Linked DNA regions of Hordeum vulgare: regions 1 and 3 are each linked to region 2. A link is a contact called in public Hi-C data. All regions are on one chromosome and are shown on one strand. The core of a region is the stretch at or near the end of the contact, and the rest is flanking DNA. Distances in the headings are between cores, read along the strand shown.

What was found. Hi-C and Micro-C count contacts between places; a contact is called where the count stands out from the background.
Region 1: a Hi-C map of leaf shows a contact between it and region 2, with 7 times the contacts expected there. The contact joins the promoter of LOC123436194 here to the promoter of LOC123436162 in region 2. A contact is called at or near these places in 2 of 6 Hi-C or Micro-C datasets (leaf and seedling).
Region 3: a Hi-C map of leaf shows a contact between it and region 2, with 4 times the contacts expected there. The contact joins the enhancer-like site here to the promoter of LOC123436162 in region 2. A contact is called at or near these places in 2 of 6 Hi-C or Micro-C datasets (leaf and seedling).

Annotation. Positions count from the first base shown.
Region 1 is chr1H:355,274,542-355,277,241 of MorexV3_pseudomolecules_assembly, reverse strand. LOC123436194 (dnaJ homolog subfamily C GRV2) reads left to right here and starts at 1,396. Exons shown (of 22, transcript XM_045115616.1): 1 at 1,396-2,205. The coding sequence starts at 1,768.
Region 2 is chr1H:354,733,831-354,736,530 of MorexV3_pseudomolecules_assembly, reverse strand. LOC123436162 (probable ADP-ribosylation factor GTPase-activating protein AGD8) reads left to right here and starts at 1,437. Exons shown (of 7, transcript XM_045115614.1): 1 at 1,437-1,703; 2 at 1,870-1,988. The coding sequence starts at 1,632.
Region 3 is chr1H:355,258,128-355,260,827 of MorexV3_pseudomolecules_assembly, reverse strand. It overlaps LOC123436194 (dnaJ homolog subfamily C GRV2), which reads left to right. Exons shown (of 22, transcript XM_045115616.1): 21 at 394-462; 22 at 587-1,117. The coding sequence ends at 811. Among protein-coding and RNA genes, the nearest start is that of LOC123436194, 16 kb to the left of the region's middle. Within about 2 kb of position 1,282, at least 2 of the 3 cell types and tissues checked have open chromatin away from gene starts, as enhancers often do. A contact at or near this core is called in leaf and seedling, where this site is marked.

The DNA of each region.
Region 1 (2,700 bases), core at 147-2,646, 540 kb before region 2:
TTAAACTTCCTCATGATATATGTTAGATGCGCGTATGTATTACAAGATATAGGAAGAGATCTCCATGATCTTTACCTACCATGTTCATTTGCACTCCAAAGCAAATTCTTCAAATATACACATCTTCACGGGGAGTTTCTCTATATATTGCAATCAAATTCCGCAAACTCAGTACTTACACGTCATATGTTTATCCCCGTTTAAAACTTAACCTATTTATCATCAATCACCAAAAAGGGGAAGACTGTAAGTGCATCTAGTGTCCCTTAGTGATTTTGGTGTATTGAATACTTATAGGTTAAGGGACTAATATGTTTGTGAGTGTACACAAGCTCTATAAGTTGATGAGAAGTTTGATATATGTGAAGAAATCGACCCTTAAAAATGAAGTCTTCAAATGAAGACTTTGATATTTTCCTGAAGATTTTGAAAGTGAGGAAATTGGTGTGTCCTTGAAGATATCGATGTGAGGACTATACCTCCTACCGAAAGGCGAGCCATAGACGTGCAACATGCCACCTCCGCAGCCACACCAATGCACCTCCAACACCAACACCTCAACCTCCTACCAACACCCATATGTACTACGATGGAGTTTACACTACTCAGATTCACACGTAGCAATAAAGAACCCACTCACAAGATGTGGCACAGAAGCCCACACCAAAGCCATGGACCGACCCTGACAAGATATGTGATTCCAGGTCTAAGTATCCAGATCGAAACCGACCTTCAACCCTCGCCATCATACACGCACGAGGGCGTGGGAAGGATACTAACATTGTGGGCATGGCCTCCAACCGCCGAGAAGCGCATATGTAAGAAGGGAGGAGGAATGATGTGTGGGAGGCCTCGCCGCAGCAAGCCGTCCAACAACCGTGTGCGAGGGTAGGTGAGTGGAGGTGGCGGGGAAAAACCTAATCACCCAAGTCGCTTGCATGAGACGACACATGTTTTTTTCTCAATATAGCGTATAAGGGTTTTCTTTGATAAATTTTTTCACGGGAAAGTTCTCAATCTACTCATTTTCAATCATCATAGTACAATAAACATCAGAATAATAAAAATAATAAAAATTACATCTGGATACGTAGACCATCTAATAATGACTACAGACACTGAAGCAAGCCGAAGACGCATCGCCGTGATTGTCCCTCCTCACGGAAGCCGCGTAAAATTTATAATAACACGCATTTGAAACCATCAACTTGTATGTCATGATGAACTTTCTCGAGTGATGAATTCCTTTTATTTTTCTATACCAAGGGAGGTAGCGATTTCATAGAATTTGATTGTTAAATAATATATTTTGATTTGATTTTATGACAAGTTGATCATGATGGAGTGAACTTGTCCGGGCGGGGCTGAGTCGAGCCAGCTCCACTTCCCTGCCACGATACGGTACGACGACGATTTCACCACAGCCGTGGAAAACCCGAGATCGGAAGGTGGCACAGCTTCTTCTCTCAACAAAAGCACAAAACTAATACACAAAAGCCAAAATCAAATCAACGGAAATCAATCGGACGCCGACGAGAAGACAGCGAAATTCTCAATCTCCGACCACCCTAACCGGTCTCCGGCGATCGGCGGACCCGCAGGCCACCCTGGACAGGATCGCCGGGTGGGGGGATCTCGTCGCCCAGATCGGCCGCGCTGGGGGCGAATCACTCCCGCCACTCTCCGGCGGCGCCGCGCTCCCCCTTCTTCCAGCTCCCGCTCCCCTGGCGGAACCCTAATGCCCGCCGCCGCAGCCTCCTAGAGAACATGGACTTCGCCAGCCGCCACACCACCGCGGCCCCGCCGGCCACCGCCGGGGCCGACGCCTCCTCCTCCGCCGTCACCGAGGAGCCCGAGTACCTCGCCAGGTACTTCGTCGTCAAGCACTCGTGGCGGGGGAGGTACCGCCGGATCCTCTGCATCGCCGCCTCGGGCGTCGTCACGCTCGACCCGACCACGCTCGCCGTCACCAACTCCTACGACTTCGCCGCAGACTTCGACCGCGCGGCACCCGACCCCAACGCGGCCGCTGAGTTCTCGCTCAGCGTCCGCTCTGACGGCAAGGGCAAGTTCAAGGCCATGCGCTTCTCCTCGCCGTTCCGCGCCGGGATCCTCACCGAGCTCCACCGCCTGCGCCCCGTGCACCCGGTCGTCGAGTTCCCCGTCCTCCACCTCCGCCGCCGCACCCAAGAGTGGGCACCCTTCGTAAGTTCTTCGCCCTTGCCCCATCGCGCCTTTCTTATCTTGTCTCCTGAGCACTATCCAGCTGTGCTACTATTCTGAACAATACATGGTTGAAATATAACATCTCCACGCTCAACAGTCAATGCTTTCATGCCCAATCCAACCCAGTTTTGGGGTATATAGTACTGATAACTGCATTACTGAAACTTCATATTTGAAGGGCTGCATCAGTTAGCTAGCCAAAAAATTGTCCAATTAGCTAAATGAGGTGGGATTGAGAAGAAGGTGATCTTATATATCTGCACTGAAGTCAAATAGTTAGTTAGTTGTTGCTAATCCCGGTGGTAAATCCTTGCTGATTCTCAGATTGTCATGGGGTCATTTTTTGGGAATGGGACCTAGTTTACAAAGCTACAAATCGAAGGGGATTAAAAAAAATAAACAGTCTCCGGATCATGCTATACTTTCATCTTTTTTTTGGTGCCGAACTTGGTTTACAAAACTGCTAATTGAAGG
Region 2 (2,700 bases), core at 188-2,687:
AACCAAGCACCTCTTAAGGGTTGTCCCTTTGGGGCTCTCGGAAGGGTAATCTTTATAGCATCGGACCACATCAAGTGATGCCACTAACCGACGTCACATTCGCGTGCTGATACTCCTTTTAGATTTCCGTATTTTTTTCTATAAGAGTTTTCGTATTTAGATAAGTTTTTTGGATTTTCTATTTTTTCCTGTGTTTTCTAGCTTTTGAAGATTTTTTTTACAAATCACACATATGCTTCGCAAAAAAAAAGTGAAGGCACAAATTTACTTTTGTGACCGTCCTTCTCGATAAAAATCTGTAGATGTGACTGCTTTTGCAATGCTTCTCGAAAAGGGAAATAATATGTGTTGCATGATAAACACATATTTGTTTTAAATAAAGTCGCATATTTGTTTTTGGAGAAGCATAGTTGTGCTTTCTGAAAAACAATTATGCTACCTCAAGAAGCGCCTCTTCTGAAAGCATATCTTTTTTCCGAGAAGCACGACCATTGTTCTTAAAAAAGGGAAAAAGTGCAGTAATGTAAACCGTGCTTTGGTGTTTTCTTTCATTTTTTGTGTTTGTTTTTCTTGATTGCTGGCTTTGTCCTATTTACGGATTTTTTACATTTATTAGTTTTGTGTATTCTGTTTTTGTGTGAAAAAGTTTATCAAAAATCTATAAACATAGAATCTAATTTTAAGGATCTTGACGTGAGAAATTCAGTAGGGTAAATGAATTGAGATTTTAACACATAGTTCAAGAGCTAAAACATTTTGAATAAACGAACAAAAAGTACAAACTTTCAGGTTGACGCATATCCAATGCGTCATTTGTAAGCATGTGAGATGATGAGTTGATCTTTGCAAAGAGTAACTTTTAACAGTGATTTTGGTGAGATGGAAGTTATATTCACGTTGAGATTTAGACACAAGTGCATCTCCAATAGCCGCGCTAAAACAGCGTCGCGCCGTAAAATTGATCTTTTTAGTGCGCGCAATAGCAAAATGGGCTCTAGCGGTCACGCGATAAACGTGCGAGCGGCATATAGAGTACAACGTCCTATCCGAATCGCCATCGAGCGCTGCGTATTTGGTGCGTCCGCTTCCGCGCACCGCACACTCAAACGCTCGCGCCGCACTCTCTCCACCACGCCATCTTCGTGCCTGCTGAAGCTACGCGCGCTGCATTTTAACACGTCTGATGGAACCAACGTTGGGCGCCGCGTTAAAACAGACGAACGACGCACTGCGACCTGATTTTTAACGCGGTGTGGGTTGGGCGGCTGTCTGAGATAGTCTTGCCGCTGAATCCTGCGTGAAGCTGCAACCAACCAGGAAGCAGCACGGGCCGGGCGGCGGCCACTCTCGCTGAAAGTTTCTTACTGGGCCGAGACCCCGTAGAGCGACCCGGCCCAGATAAAGGGCAGGTGCTGATTCTGAAGGAGGCACACGTGGAGGTGGAGGTGGAGTGCGAAGCAGAAAGGCACAGCACCATTTCCTCGCCTCGCCTCGGTCGGGGTGCGTGTGCGTGGCGTCTCCTCCTCTCTCTTACTTCCTCCTCCCATCCATCTCCATCTCTCCTCCTCCTCCGCCTCCTCAATTCGGAGGAAGAGAGGGCTCGCGCCCGATCGGGTTGGTGGCTCGCCGCGATGGCGACAGACGCCGGCGCCGCCGACAGGAGCTCCGTCTTCCGCAAGCTCCGCTCCAAATCGGACAATAAGGTGCGTCCGTGCGTGCGTCATCGGTTCCCGCTCCCTTTGCTCCGATGTGATTGCCAAGGAAGGGCTTTGTTTCCCATCCTTTCTCCGTCCGCCGATTCCGCCTCGTTTCATCCCTCTCCCGCGCCCCTCCCTCCCTCCTGATTTCTCTGTCTGTGAGGGTCTGCAGATGTGCTTCGACTGCAACGCCAAGAACCCCACCTGGGCCTCCGTCACCTACGGCGTCTTCCTCTGCATCGACTGCTCCGCCGTCCACCGCAGCCTCGGCGTCCACGTCTCCTTCGTCAGGTCTAATTTCCCGACCTCCTTTCCTCACTATGCTTGCCTTTGCGCCGCGCCTCACTTTGTAATGCGCGGTGCTTCCAGAAGAATCATCTATGCACGTGTAAATTCTGGATTTTTTAATACGATTTTTGGCCCACCTGGTTAGGGTTTGAAATTTCGTCCATTGTGTATTCCTTCGTGCCTGTCATGCCATGTGAAGTACTGCTACCGAACTTTGTGAGAGAAATGTGAGGCTTACTGGTGAATGGGGACTCGGTGTTTTGTGGATGAGGCAAGCTGTGATTTTGACGCTGGACATTTTTTACATAGGGGCATTGCAGTTTATTCTGGCATAGATTGTTGTTAGTGGAAATGCATAATGTTGAATGCCATTACCAAGTGTTCAAAAGTTTCAGCATAACCTGTAAGAAACATGGTACTATGTCTTCTTTTGCATACTGAACTTTGTAAATCACCTTCTGATGCAAGATGCACTTCTGAAGTTGGTGTATGCTCTGTCCAAGTCGATTTAGCCTGTGTGAATGGAATGTTTATCAGACAGGTCATGTTGAATACAGAAAAAAAAAGTTATTTCCTTCTTAGCCTGATACTTAGCATATTGTCACTACGGACATATACTGCATTTCTTGAACTTCTGTACTTCCCAAAAGCACATTGAGAGGCTTTATTACTGTTGGCGTTGAATATGAATTTTTAGAATTTGTCACTAAATTTT
Region 3 (2,700 bases), core at 33-2,532, 520 kb before region 2:
CAAAAGTGAATTGGTTTGATGATCATAGGCAGTCTCTAGGGAGCTGATGTCCAAAGTGCATCTTCCATTTTGCTTGTTTCGGGTATTGGGTGGTATGAGTTTAAGATTGCCCTGAAATATTTGACCTGAAAATAAATGAAGTGTTTGCCCAAAGAATTGGATGAGCAACATTTTGTGTCGTCAAGTCTTCACAGCATTAGTCTGATGACTATTGAGTAGTTAAAGCATGATATAAGAGGGTGCAAACGTTGGATCATGTTAAGGCCTCGTTATGGTATTTATGCATTTTAGGTTTGAGTTGTTTGAAACTTCAATTTCTCCATACTTGAATAGCCTCTACGGCCTGTGTTCTGTTGATATATTTGATGTATTTTGTTTTGTATCTATAAACAGGTACTTCATGCTTTTGCAACGGAAGGCGCTCACTGTGCTAAAGTTCGAGAAATTCTTAATTCTTCTGATGTGAGTGTACAGAACTCTGCGGTTCATGAAATTGTGCAAGTAGATCATTGATGAAGCGACTCACTTGGCAGTAAAAAAGAACTCAAGTTAGTTAATTATAAGAAAATAAATCTGTCTTTTGCAGGTATGGAGCGCCTACAAAGACCAGAAACATGACCTGTTCCTTCCATCCAATGCACAAACTTCCGCTGCCGGAGTTGCAGGGCTTATCGAGAGCTCGTCTTCAAGGCTCACCTATGCCCTCACGGCGGCGCCCTCGCCTCAACCCGCCCTGGTCCGTCTACCATCATCATCTCCTCCTCCACCGACTGGTCCTGTAAATCCTGCCAGCGGGCGGCGGCATTCGTAGCGCACAAGTTGAAAAACACGCCGATCTCAGCTTCTTGAGGATGTCGTGAACATTTTGGAGTTGGTGGTGCTCTTCAGAGTGACTGCAGGTGGCTTGCAAGTACATAGCATGTACAGTTTTTTTCCGTTACACAGAGGTCGGGTGTCGTGTGCGTTTCTTGTACATGTAAAAGCACTCCTTTTTGTTAGTTTCATCTGTCCATAGAGAATATCCGGGATGGAAATGATTGCATCGATTCGTTTCGGCTTCATGCCATGCCAATACATTGTCCTTTTCACATAAGAGGAATGAGTTGCATGGTATTTCTTTCTTACGCCTCCCACATTTTATCCAAAGTTGCATGTAATAATTTCTGTGTAATCATTTAAATCGCCCGACTGGTCGACTGGATTTGTTGGCCTCCTCGCTCTCTTGCTACGTTGGCTATGTGGCCCCGAGGGAGTCACCTCTCTGGCTCTCCCATATCTTTTTCTACCGCATCTCTTGCCGTGTCTTCCGCATTCACCTTCTCCTCCACCTATGCCGTCGCAGCGACAACTCACCCCGTCGCTTTCTCCTCCCTTTGCCTCTAGATGGTATGGATGTCCACTGTTGCAAGACGCTTGTGGCCCATGGGTTGTGGGAGTGATTGAATTTTAAAGATTTATCTTGATTATTACTTTTCTTGTATTTATAAATTCTTACATAAAGGGTATAATAATAGGGGCTTGTTACGTTGGTCGTCGGATCTTTTTAAAAAATCCGCCGGCTCGTGAGCCATCAGATCTGGTCAATCTAACGGTTGAGCGTCTTCTTCTTTACAACAAAGATCTTGTTACAGAAACATTTGTAATATAAGATGCGTTGCGTAATTTTTCTGCAACATAAGTTGTGTGGCAGGATTTATTTTTGTAACATAGGTTGTATTGCAGATTTTTTTTTGCAACATAGGTTGTGTTGCATTTTTTTTGCAATATAGGTTGTGTTACGTTTTTTTGCAACATAGGTTGTGTTACTGATATTTTTTGCAATATAGGTCGTGTCATAGATTTTTTTCTATCTTCCTTTCTTTTTGCAACAATGGTGATATTGTGAAAGATCTTTTGCCATAGAAGTAATGTTGCAGAAAATTTTGCAACTGGAAATAATATGCAGAAACACCGCCCCTGTTGCCTGCCTCGAGCGTGTCGTTGCGAACCGCAACAGAGCAGTAGCGCTGCCGCTCCAGCTGTTGAGATGCATGCGGAGAGTCATGCTTCGCGTGAGAAGAAACTTGAAGGGATGGTTGACATAGGCCTACCTTGTCGGCGAACGATGGTGCCAACGCGGGCCGGTGGCAAGCATGAACGTGTGTGAGTGCGTCATGGCGGACGGCTGGCTCGGGTGAGCAGCAGCGTTGCAAGAGCTTGAGATGGAGGGTGGCGTTGTAGGAGCATGAGATGGAGGGCGGCGTCGCTATCGGAGTTGCTGGGACGATGGAGGCACTGCTCGATGTGAAGAAAGACCGATTGGAGGAGAGATAAGATAAGAGAAGGGACACGCATCAAGTATTAGGTGGTGGATGCCCACCATTGGATCTGCCGTTGATGAGAATCGTTTCTCATAATAATAAGTGAGTGTTTGTTCAAGTAAGAACAACTCCGGTCCATCCACATAACAACTTATCAAAATAATGAATGTAACTCAATGAACCATAGTGGAAGTAACTAGATGATACTCCTGTGTGTCCTCAAGAGCGTTTTAATCCTGCTGCACCTTGCTACTTTTATTACTTTTTATTTGCTATCAATTATCTTATATCCAACTATCTATCAAAATTATGTTACATCACTTGCAAAGAATAACTTGCTGAAAACTGCTTATCGATTCCTTTTGATCCTCGTTGGGTTTGAGATTGTTACTTATCTAAA